3 separate regions of the Zea mays genome follow, and all the other regions are linked to region 2. A link is a contact called in public Hi-C data. All regions are on one chromosome and are shown on one strand. The core of a region is the stretch at or near the end of the contact, and the rest is flanking DNA. Distances in the headings are between cores, read along the strand shown.

What was found. Hi-C and Micro-C count contacts between places; a contact is called where the count stands out from the background.
Region 1: a Hi-C map of leaf shows a contact between it and region 2, with 4 times the contacts expected there. The contact joins the promoter of LOC103632739 here to the enhancer-like site in region 2. A contact is called at or near these places in 5 of 25 Hi-C or Micro-C datasets (ear, endosperm, leaf and 1 more).
Region 3: a contact with region 2 is called in a Hi-C map of tassel, with 2.5 times the contacts expected there. The contact joins two enhancer-like sites. A contact is called at or near these places in 2 of 25 Hi-C or Micro-C datasets (ear and tassel).

What each region holds. Positions count from the first base shown.
Region 1 is chr7:117,109,667-117,114,119 of Zm-B73-REFERENCE-NAM-5.0, reverse strand. LOC103632739 (myb-related protein 306) reads right to left here and starts at 2,981. Exons shown (of 3, transcript XM_008654481.4): 1 at 2,534-2,981; 2 at 2,263-2,392; 3 at 773-2,101. The coding sequence starts at 2,666. The coding sequence ends at 1,456.
Region 2 is chr7:116,852,259-116,856,206 of Zm-B73-REFERENCE-NAM-5.0, reverse strand. No RefSeq gene overlaps it. Among protein-coding and RNA genes, the nearest start is that of LOC103632738, 70 kb to the right of the region's middle. Within about 2 kb of position 2,511, at least 18 of the 20 cell types and tissues checked have an H3K27ac peak or open chromatin away from gene starts, as enhancers often do. A contact at or near this core is called in ear, leaf and tassel, where this site is marked.
Region 3 is chr7:117,179,682-117,183,778 of Zm-B73-REFERENCE-NAM-5.0, reverse strand. No RefSeq gene overlaps it. Among protein-coding and RNA genes, the nearest start is that of LOC103632739, 71 kb to the right of the region's middle. Within about 2 kb of position 1,503, at least 10 of the 20 cell types and tissues checked have an H3K27ac peak or open chromatin away from gene starts, as enhancers often do. A contact at or near this core is called in ear and tassel, where this site is marked.

The DNA of each region.
Region 1 (4,453 bases), core at 1,732-4,231, 260 kb before region 2:
GGTGTGTGGACCCACCTAAACGAACCAATGAAAGGTCCGTTGCCGCTCTCCTGTTATGCAAGTCTCAACCATTAAATATGCTAGCATAAACACGAGTAGGAACCAACTACCCGACCAGTGAACATGATGCTGGCCCACCTTCGTCCATCGCAACTCGACCCCACCATGTGCGCACCTTCTGTTTACGCAAAACATAACACATGTTTACACATGCATAAACGTGTCCCATAATCGCGCGGACGCACGCGCCCCACTGGCCCGACCTGACCACGCGCGCGTGACCACTACCCTGGCTGGGGCTTCCCATGCCTACGGAAGCTCTGGGCTTCCATTACCAACATCATATATATATAGCGTGCCAACGTTACGATCCCAGTGAGGAAAGCGGTCGATGATGGCGCGAGGGGAGGGGTTGGTGGTGCTAGTGAGGGGGAAGGGATGGCGGGGACACAGAAGAGTGGCGAGGGGGAGGCTGGGGCAACGGGGCCGCACATGAGGAAGAGTGGGAGGGATAATGAATGATCGAAATATTATTATCAATTGAATTTGAGTGAGTAAAAGAGGGGTTATCCAGTGATCTAGATCATTGATTTTGATGGTATGTTAAATCTGGATACAATTTGTTTGGTGGATTTAGTGGAGATTACAGATATGAGGGTGATTTAGTTGGATGAGTTTTCAAAATTTAAACTGGTGGATTATATAGTGCCATAGATGCACATAAAGAGAGACGAAGGAGAACTATTGAAGTAATATAATTGAGCATCTATTATAACATCTCAATGTATAGATCTTTTAATTTATAAGATGTATTTTCATGCAGGGTCCATTTAGGAACCTGTCATTAGTATAAGCTTACATGATCAGTTACAAACCCTAACATCAGAGAAACAACAGAGAAAAAAATAAAAGAAGGGACTAAAACAAAAACTATATCGACATCCAACTCGATCAAATTCACCGAGAATTCAAATACATTTACGCCCCGTTTGGATCATTGGAATTGAATTCCATTTTAATAATAGTAATTTAGGCATATATCAATTAAGCTAATTCGATTTTATACAAAATATATTTATATACTATTATTAGCAAGATGTCGGAGATATTTATATGCTACATTTTTACTATAGATGAGTGAGACGAAGAGTGTCATGTAAGTTACAGAGTAGAAACAAATTCTACTAATGCATAAAATCATTTCCCACCCTCTACCCCATGAATTTGAGATAGACTTATATCTAAACTTTAGAAAGTGGTGGAATGTCAAAATCCAAACTAAATAAGTTACTTTATTGAGTGAATTCTAATTCCTCTAAAATGAAGGGATCCAAACGCCCCGTTAGTTTTGTTGGATTTCTGCTTAACTAGTTACCTAACCCGGCGATTAATTTCTTCTTTTTGTTCTTGCATCTCTACTTGATCAGTTTGCTTTTGGTGGTACTTGTGCCTTAATTAAAAGAACTCACTGGGGTCCCCTAATGGCACCACGTCGGTCATGAGCCCCACCTCAGCGTGCCCCATGCCGTCGTCCAGCAGCCATCTCTCCAGCATCGAGAACGCCGGCGCGGAGCCCGCGCCGACCGAGCTGCCGGCCATCTTGCTGGTCTCCGTCGAGCACTCGGGGGTCTGCGCCGCCGTGTTCGCGGCCGCCCCGCCACTGTGGCTCGCCGACGCAGACGCCGTGCCCTCACCGGAGCACTGCGGCCGCTGGCGCGTCGTGGCCGTCGTCGACGTCGAACCCGACGCCTCCGGCCCCTTGCCGCTGCCCGGGCGCAGCCACCCCTCCAGCAGCCGCGCGATGTTGTCGGCGCTAGACGCGTACGTCGCGCACCCCGGAGCCGTCGGCAGAGGCTCCACCTTGGCCAGCGGCGTCGCCGAAGGCTCCAGCGAGAGCGCGTCGCGCAGAGCCTGCCGCGCCGTGTGGATGTCAGTCTGCAGCCGCCGCTCCCACTGCCCCTTGGGAACGGCCGGGCGCTTCCCTCCCGCGCCCCCTTCGCCGCCCTGCATGTTCTTCAGCTTCTTCTTAAGATGCGTGTTCCAGTAGTTCTTGATATCGTTGTCCGTCCTCTTCGGCAAGTAGGATGCTATGGCCGCCCACCTGCACGACACATCAACAAGTGCACGGCATGCAGATCAACAAGCTCAGCACACGATCACCTCGTGCCGTGGATGATTTGGTTTGTCCGATCCATTTGTTACAGCGGAAAAAACAAAACGGGAACAAAAGCTTTAAGACGACGACAGGCGAGTGACCATCACCTGTTGCCAAGGAGAGCCTGGAGGTGGACGATGAGCTTCTCCTCCTGCTCGGTAAAGTTGCCGCGCTTGATTCCCGGCCGGAGGTAGTTTGTCCACCGCAATCGGCAGCTCTTGCTGCACCGCATCAGCCCTGCACACACGCGCACACGTGCCGACCAAACCAACAAACAAACAAAAAAATCAAGTAAGCTCGGAGCTTGGATCTTGAAAGGCAATTCCATCCGCCGCGCGCGTCATCAAGCCCTGCATCACCAGATGATTCATCACACACCGGTGTTGGTCGGCACGGCGCGCCAGTTCCCGGGGCCGTGCTCCTGGACATAGGAGACGAGCATGAGGTCCTCCTCGGGGGTCCACGGGCCTTTCTTCACCCCCATCTTGTCGCAGCACGGCGGCCTCCCCATGCCACTGCACCGCCTCCTTTTCCACTCCGGCAGCTAGCTAGCTACTCGACCTGTCTTGAGCGTGGCGGTTGGTGAGCTCGACCGCTTGCTCAGGCTCAGAGATCAAAGCACCGATCGATCGATTCCGTGGAGACGAGTAGAGAGATAAAAGGAGTGGGGGCAGGATGCTTATATATACACACACGCACAGCACGAGCGAAGCTACGGCGAGAGAAAGAAGAGAGCTATTGTACAGTAGTGGCTGGCACACACACACTGGAAGTCTGGAACACAGTTTGACCCCGGGAGAATGCTGAGCTAATAATCAACGGACAACGGCGACGTGACATATGTTACATCCACATGCCCTTATGGGCACAGCACAGATAGATGGGTAGATGTGCACAGCGCGGCAACTCAAAAGGGACGGGAGAAACAGGGCCGGGAGAGGCCAACCCGCAATGGCGTGTCTCACGTCTGAACCCGATCGACGGGTTTGGTAGCTAGTCTGGATTGTTTTTTTTTTCGCATAGCCTGGATTGTTTTATTTGCTTTTCCGTGGATATGTTTTTAAAATTTTATGGTGTAATTACAATTAAATGTGTTCAGCTGTTCTCTGCGTCTTTTTCCCTGCACATGAATGGCTGATTGCACAGGGTAATTAATTTGAATACCTTCCTAAGTAGCTAGTGAATCAAATAAGGAGGTAAACGTCCCGAGAAAGGGGACGAACTTCGCCGGACTATCTTTCCGGTACCTTCACTCTCAAAGGAGGACGGAAAGAAACACGCCATCGCAACAACTCTGTTCTACCCGACATCCTCTTCATCAGGTGGAGATTGGAGTCGTCTCCCATATCTGACGATGAGCCGACCGTGCAAGGGGAAGAACCTTCCCAGCGTGAAGCACGGCGACGAAGGAACAAATGCCGGAATATTCAGCGACATCACGAGGCTGGTGAGCGGGACCCAGCGCAGCCCGTATCCCGGGATGAAGTTTCAGAAGTGGGAGAAACTCCCGACGAGCGAATATACCGAGAAAGACGGAATTCTCGCCGGCGTGATCGCCGACAGGCTCAGGACCAAGAGCGGGAGCAAGCCGAGCAGGGCGTGAGGTTGCGCCGAGAGAGCCCTCTTTTCGCTCGGAACCTGAACCCCGACTTCGCCCGTGCAATAAACACGCCGAGTGAAGTCAGAGAAGTGCTGACCCAGATAGCTGATGGCCTCCCGCGAACTCCAGACGTAGAAGGCTACCGATTACTGCTTACTCGAGCAGCTAATCACCTTCTGCCCATTACTCACCTCCCGAGCTACCTCCGCCACGCCATCAACATTCGATGTGACGCGCGGAGCTCCATCAACGCTTCACGCGATCGACGACACAAAAATGAGATAAGGCACCGGGAGGAGTATGACCGGGACCACGGCATCCCGGCTCGAAGTCACGCCACCCGAGTTGAGTCGGCTATGGCCTCAACTAGTCGCCCGATCCGGGGACGGTCGAGACGACACACCACCGACTCCCCTCCCTAGGACCGACATCATGAATGACGACAAGAAGACACATGTGGAGTCTCCGCGCTTACTCCGCGTCTCCGGGCCATCCAGTGGCCCCCTAACTTTAAAGTCTCCAACGTTGACAAGTACGAGCCTAAGCAGGACCTGGGGGCTGGTTGGTCGTCTACACGACCGCCGCTCGGGCCGTCGGGGCAACAGAAGACGTAATGACAGCATATTTGCCCATCGTCCTGGGGCAAGATGCACTGCAGTGGCTACGGCATCTGCCACGTCACTGCATCGACGATTGGA
Region 2 (3,948 bases), core at 1,262-3,761:
TTGTTTTTATCCTAGGGCTAGCTGTAGCCTGGCGGGGACGACAACATCTTCTCTCTCTTTTTTTTCTTTTGAATTGTTGTTGTTTGTATAGCGACTGAACATGATATATGGCTTGATACTGTGCACATGAAAATGAAAGAAATATAGCTTGATACTGTGCACTTGACTTAAATTGCAGTAGTAAATGAATGATATAGCTTGATACTGTGCACATGAGAAATGAAAGAAATATAACGACTGGACACCGGGACTGGTGAATGGTGATCTCCTTTTTTTGTGGGTTTTCCTGTGGTTTTACAATTAGCAAAAACATGGACGGGCACTGCACAACGAATGGCAATACGAGGTACGCCAGAGACTTCCCGGCTCATACTATTGCATTGTCTATGTGACTTCGCAACCTACAAGGTTCTGTGTGTCAAATGTAACCTGTCTGCTCACTGGATAGCTATGTCTCGTTCTCCAGTTTCGTCAGTCATAAACTGGACAGCAGATAGCTGTTGTTTTGTCCGAGTCTTCGGACGCTGAGCTGATGCATGCTGAGCGTAGTACGGAGCTTGTTCCAAGGTCTTGTTTGGATACTATAGTATTCACCTCAATCGTTCCGTCAATTCTATATTGATTGGAATGTATTGGAATAGATATGGATGTATTTTGACTTGCTATGGATTTAAACCGACTCAATATAGATGTCCAAACAGGCCACCCGGCACGGACCCGGCCCGAACCCGTTTCGGCCCGGTACGAATAGGGCCTGGCCAAGCACGGCCCGTTGATGCTTCGGGCCAGGTCGGGCTGGCCCACGTGCCTAAGGACATGCCCAAACCCGGCACGCACAGGGAAAAATCGTGCCGGGCCGGCCCGTTGGCCCGGTGGGCCTCAACGGACCGGACCGGGCACTGGCCCGAACCAACAGTAGAACGGTATATAAATACATATATTTAACAGAATTAATATATATAATAGCATATTATTTATATATATTAAGACAACAAAATATTTATGTATGCATTTTATATATGTTTGGCCGCGTATTTAGTATTTACATACTATGAAAGAATTAAATGTATTTACATATTTAATATTTACATAAATATGCGGGCCACCGTCGGGCCGACCCATTTATCGGGCCGGGCCGGGCCAAAGCACGCGGGCCGCCGTATCTGCCCATACCCGGCCCGCTAAACGGGTCGTGCCGGCCCGGGCCCGTAACCGACCGTGTCGGGCCATGTTTGGATCGGGCTAAATTCGTGTCGTGCCACGGGCCAAACGGGCGGCCCGCACTGTTTGGACATCTATACGACTCAATATCACCCAATCCAGATGGATTAACAGTGAAATGAACAAGGCCTAAGGTGGATTGGAGTGAAAATTAGGTTAATTTACACTCAATCCACTTCAATACATATGTATCGGGTGAATATTAGAGTACTAAACAAAGTCGTAGTGGGATAGCGCTGCCACTTACGCGTTCGTGCGCACGGATGTAGGGCACCACGTCTGCCATGTCTCTACTCCTATAAAAATTAGTTTTGTGTGTCATCCGCAAAGCGCAAACCTATTCTTATTCTAGCTTCTCGTCTTTCAGTGATCGTTACCTCACACATGTGAAATTAGATATGTTCTTTTCCATCTCTTCTCGTCTACTAGTGTGTCGTTACTACACAGATAAACCATGAAAAACCATCCAAATATAACATGACAGGAAATTACACAGCGCAGCGCTTACACTTAGTATCACCTCGCTAGCTGCAGTAGGACGAACGACCGAGCGACCTATTAAAAGAAGAGGTCGAGCTCTTTTTCAACTCATACCTTTTTAGTCTTTTGACTAAAATAAAGTGTAATATTTGTTATTCTTGATTTAATATCTGGTACGTGGGCTCAGTTGTACTGCTGGTAGAGTCTGTCACCCTCGGAGGCGACCCGTCAGGGAAGAAAGATTCCAGAGCTGTCTTGTGGTCAGCATGCCACCTAAGATGCCTCTAGACGGTAGAGTCGAAGAGTAGTGAAGATTAGGGATGAAAAAGATTAATTACTACTGTTAAAGGCAATGATAATAGATTGATTGGTTCGAATGTATTGTGTTTCAATCGGTTGTTCCCTTTATATATAGAAAGAGGTCTGGACCTATTTCTAGACCTATCCCAATCGATGCTTACGTGCTTAGTTGGATAAACACGTGCAAGACAAGGACTCTCACTTTATTTAATCTATTTGTGGATCGTTCGAGCTACATTTGCAGTCCGCCCGATACGTACCATTCGAACCACATGGCCGGACCCGTCCATTCGTTGCCACTATCAAATATAGTGCTCAACAAGTTCTTATAAATAAAAACTGAGCTTCCAGACGAAATCGAAATTCACGTGAACAAGTGACAGTGCACATTTCACATTGGAAAATTATCACATCGAAGTGCAAACGACGAAGGAGGCCTAATGTACCATATACGAGCCTGATCCATAAAATGTCAATTTCTTTCACGTTAATGGGCCTGTGCAGAAGCCCAAAAGTATCCAGGAGACAGAGAAGGTTTAGGGTCTCTCATATCTGGCGTTGCGACTTTGCGAGCCTGCAATGGGCTTCACCAGTCACATCGGCCATCTTCTCCTTTTCCCCGGAGCAAAAATACGTCATCTTTCAAAGAGGCTAGCTTCCGGCCCAGTACCGACACTTACAGATAGGGTTAGAAACGAGCTCCAAACTCGGTTTAGTTCGTCCATTCAACGAGCTGGAAAAAAAAAACTGACTCAGCTCGTGAGATGCACTTTAACCATTATTATTATATTTTATAATAAGTTAATAGCATATAAATATGAAACATTGAATCATCATTCTAAATAACCTAAATTACAAATCGTTGTATATTCATCACCAAAAGGCACTGCTCGACCCCGGGCCGACGCTAGTGACGAACCGCTCCGAGATCGAGCATGCTCTTAAATCCCTAATCCTCCCCAAATTTCAAAAAAAAAACTACTAATTTTTTTAGCTGATCACCAAGTAAATAATGTAAAATACTTTCTAACAGCCTCCTCAATCGATATAATTTGTTCCACCTAAACTTAGATTCGTCCGTGGGGTACACAGACACAACTACTCGAGGAGGCATAAAAGTAACAGCAAACCTCTTATTCGGTTGCAGTGTGCATCAGCGAATCTGTAACCGATGCCTACCCTGACATCATCTCAACTCAGCAGAGAACATTATTTTATTTTTTTCTGGAGGAACGACCTTAGCTGGCCTTGCTTCGTTCCCATCCCATGACGATGACGCGGTCCGCAGCAGAAGAGTCAATCAAGCGCCGGGACGGAAAAGCATGACAAGAGAACGTAACCAACCGCCGCCGACGACGACGAGGTGCTAGTGCGTAGCAAAGTCGGCGGCGCGTTCCCGCGCGCGCCGACGACGGCCGCACCGCGACAAGCAGCAGCCGAACCAAAATGTACGCAGAAGCCCAAATGCATGCATGTATCCATCTCGACGACGGCCGTCTCGGCGCCTCCCGTTCCCACGCGGCCACACCCACACCGCGCAAAATAGAGACAGCCGACGACGACGAGAACGCTGACCGTGACCGTACATCCTTCTCGGCCGACGACGCCCACGCTGCTTTCGGCCCCCGCTTTCCGTCGCGTGTGATCTTCTTATCGCCCGCAAGGCTGCTGCAATATTCGGCTCTGCCTCTGGCCCTCTGCGTGACGAGGTACGTCCACGCTCCTCCGGCGGCACAGAGTTTGCTTAGCATCGTTGCTCTCCAAAGCGAGGAAGGAACCCCTTTTTTTCACCTGTGCACATCGCGCGGCCCCATCCATGGCTGGAAAGCGACACAATGCAAGAAAGTAGCTGAACTAGAGTGCTAGATCGATTCGATCGTATCTTACACCCTCCCCCCCCCCCCCCCCCCTGCTACGTACGTGCCGTCCGCGCCCCTCTTTGGCGAC
Region 3 (4,097 bases), core at 254-2,753, 330 kb before region 2:
GTCTTTAGTGGCTCGTGCTACCGACTCCCTGTTGCTGATTGCTCGTAGTAGGGGTTACAAGCGGACGAGAGAGGGAAGGATCTCAAGTCTTTGTGCGATGTTGGTTCTGAAGATCTATGTATAAGGTGTTCGCTACCTGGCTAAGTCATCGAGTGTTGTTGCGCCCTCTGTCCCTTTTCCCTAGGTCGACGCTCCCCCTTTTATAGACTAAGGGGGCCTGGTTACAAGTGGCTTTCCATGGAAGGGATTGTTGTGTTGTGGTAAAACAGGACGTTTTACCCTCGGTAGAAGTCTGTTCGTTGGTACTCGTCCTTGCCGTTTGAGCTCTCTGGTTGTGCTGCTTTAAGTCCGTAGGGACAACGTGTGTGGGTGGCTGGGAGTCCGAGCATCATCATTACTCTCTTTGCTCCATGCCGATCACGGGTCTTCATAGCCTGACCCTTAGCATCCCTCGTCGTGTTATGTGCTTCGTAGGGAGACTCAGGCATAGGTTAGCCATGAGTGAGTCGTAGGCCTAGGGCATAGATTATAAGTGGAGCTCTGGCCAAGGGTGTGTAGGCTATAAGTGGAAGGAGGATCGACTCCTTTGTGTGCCGCGGCTTGGTGCCAGACGATGTTAATGCAATCGATCATTAGTGGCGGGGGAAGTCTGTCGGTCAGACGCAGAATCCACTCGAGTGGCTCCCTGACGTCTAACCCCTCTTCCTAGTTCCGCCTCGCTTGACGCCCCGAGGTCATCTGGGGACGGGTGCTTATGGAACGGACTTCCTCTTTTCCATCCTTCTGACTCATGGGTCTCTAGGGTCCCGGGGATCTAATTCCGACAGCAGGCAAGCCTTACAATATCCATATCCTCGTGACAGCTAGATTATCTAATAATTCAGATTCTCAATAAAGTTCAGGAAAATCTACCAAATAGGCCAGAGGCCGGCCCAGCAGCGAGGCTGCAAAAAAGAATAACACTGCTTATCATTATCATTATCATTATCATCATCAGCAGCAGCATAAAATCAAACCTATTCCCTGGTCAGGATTAGCGAGAGACTCAATGTTCATACATCATTTGTCTCTCTAGCGTTGGTGCAGTGAATGCAGTACCACGTGTCAGTGTAAAGTTAGTTGACTTGCTATTTATTTGTGCAGCAGGGCCAACATTAATAAATTCACGGTGAGCAAGCGGGCCAGCGTGATGAATGACCGATGATCCAGCTCCGGGTCGATTAGGATGGGCACAACTGCTACTGCTCTTGTTCCCGTAGATTTTTCGTGAGGACAGCGCGCGGAGCTGCTAGCGATCTGTATAGCTTCACTTTTACAGACTGGGAGAGAGATCAAAGCAAGGCACAGGACACATGTCACACCTCGCACGCATCTGCCGATGCCGTCGTCGTCTTCGATCTCGTGTTGTTTTTCAGCTTTATGACCTTTACAGCCGGTGGAGAGTAGTAAAGAGGAGCAAGACGACTGGAAGAGAGAGGTACAGTATGCAGCTGTGGCATGCATTCAGCTGACGATGATCAGCTGCTCCTCCTGAGTGCTGGCTAGCTGCACTATCAGATGTGCAGTGGTGTAGGACATGCATTTATGCCGCTTTCGTTTTCTCTTTTGCTCTGCAGCATTCAATTCCATCACTCTCAAGTATGGTCATATTACATTGGCCCTGTTTTATTCAGCCTTTTCAGATTCTGGACACCAAAAACTGCTATAGACTGTCAAACGCTTAGCTTTTCAGCCAGCTTCTATAAAAATCGATTTGGTAAAAATCATATAAAATCAACATAAACACATAATCGGGGCCGAGTTGTTATAATGATAATGGTAAGAATCCATCGCTTTATAGTTTTTAAACCTTATGAACATCTTAATCTTTCTCCGAACGTAATTCTCATGATATTTAGATTCTCCCCGTAACCAGATTCTCCCTACATCCAAATTTTTGAAAAAGCTGAACGAAAAAAAGCTGAACCAAACAACCAAACAACCCCTTTGGCCCATTGTTTTCTCTCTCACTCTCTGATCTCTTTCCCTCTGTCTTTCTCTTTCCTTTGCATTGACTATGTATCCCTGAAGCTTTCTTCACAACAAGCAAGTGCCAGCGTTCAATTCAACCATGCATGCATGTATGTTCCTTCTCCATGCATCTGCATGCACTGAAATTTTTGAGTGGTATATAACTAGTCCTCCAAAGTCTCTACATTAAACATATATGTGTGTATGTAAAGATACGACTTAAGATTCAATAGTATACGTATTTTATGATTCACATATGCCTCAACTGGAGCACCCATGCAACGGTCCAAACAGCCGAACCTTTCCATCAACCACCATGAGGTTTTCTTTATTACAGCTTCAGATAGGTGTGGCTCATGCATGCATGCATGAAGCAGCAGCGCAGTGCCGAGAAAGCAGGGAAGGAAGATGTCAATGGCGCCCTACTACAAAATCTGCAAACGCGAGAGCTAGCCCGACGACATTTACTCCCGTCCGTCCCTATACGTTTCCAAGGCCGCATCGCATGGCATTGCACTCCGTCCGGGTCCCTTGTTGACCCTTTATTTCTCTCTTTTTTTTTCTATGGCTGCCGGCGGCCGGCCGCTGCGGCCTGGTGCTGGTGCATATCCATGAGGGGGCTGGTTAGCCCTCGTACATGCGATGCAGACTACAGAGCATCGTCATGGCAGTCGTCCCGCTGTCTCGCAAGAGTGCTGCCGCCACGCCTGCAGGCTGCAGAATAAAACGATGCTTGGATACTTGGAATCGTCCTGTTCAGACCAAGTTTGTTTTTTTAGATAAAGTTCAGACCAAGTTTGTGAGCCACTACCGGAAACGGGCGCTTTGCCGAGTACCCAAAGCACTCGACAAAGCCCAAAAACATTCGGCAAAGGCTTTGTCGAGTGTCGCACTCGGCAAAGAAGGCTCGGCAAAACAGTACATCGGCAAAGCCTTCTTTGCCAAGTATTTTTTCTCGGGCACTCGGCAAAGAGGTCGGCAAAGAAAAGTGGTCGTTACGGCGACGAGGTAACGGAGACGGCTTCTTTGCCGAGTGTCAAGGATGACACTCGGCAAAGGAGTTAACTTTGCCGAGTGTCTGCCCTGTAGCACTCGGCAAAGATTCAACCTTTGCCGAGTGCCCCCTGAGACACTCGGCAAAGAGCCCACCAGGAAGGGTCCCCATGTCAGGTTCTTTGTCGAGTGCTCTACGCGGCACTTGGCAAACCTCTTTGTTTGTATCACGAACATAAGTATCATAAGTTTGTATCACAAGTTTCAATTTGCATAAGTATTATAATTTTCTAACTTTGTTTGTGTTTTATACAATTTTAAAATAACTGGATCACAAGTTCACGGTCATGTTTCATGAACTTGGTGTTCGAAAATTTCGGTTTGTTCCTGATTCAGTCTGTAACTTGTGCTCAATAATATGAATATTATTTTTGCATTCACTATTTTCTATTTTTCGAGTGACTTGTAGTTTATATGAATTATCCGAAAAAATCAATTAAATAAACTAAATCTAATAGGTATAGCAAACACTTCGAAAAATGTGCCAAAATTGAGCGTCAGGAGAAGACACTCCGCAAAGAAGTTCTTTGTCGAGTCTCTGAATGTGACACTCGACAAAGAAGTTACTTTGCAGAGTGTTTGACTAGGACACTCAGTAAAGTTAATGGATGTCAGTTGTCGTCAGCAGCTAACGACGCTTTGCTGAGTGCCCATTTTTTTCGAGCGCAGGGCTCTCGGCAAAGACGTCTTTGCAAGAGCCGTTTTCTGCCGAGTGTTCGGCTCTCGACAAAAAACGCTCTTTGTCGAGTGCTTTACTGTGCCGAATGTGGCACTCGACAAAGCATGTTTTGCCGAGTGTGCCTTATAAATTGTTCTCGGCAAAGAGCCGGATTCCTGTAGTGACAATGACAATTTACAATAAGCATAAAATTTATCCTTCAACACTCTTGGATTACACACAATATTAAATTTAATATAACCCAAAGTATATAAAGAAGACAATAATTTTAATTCATCTTATTCAATAGCATAAGTATTTCGTTCCAAACACAAGAATCAATCTTACTCACCAGTCCTCATATAGGTATAGCGGC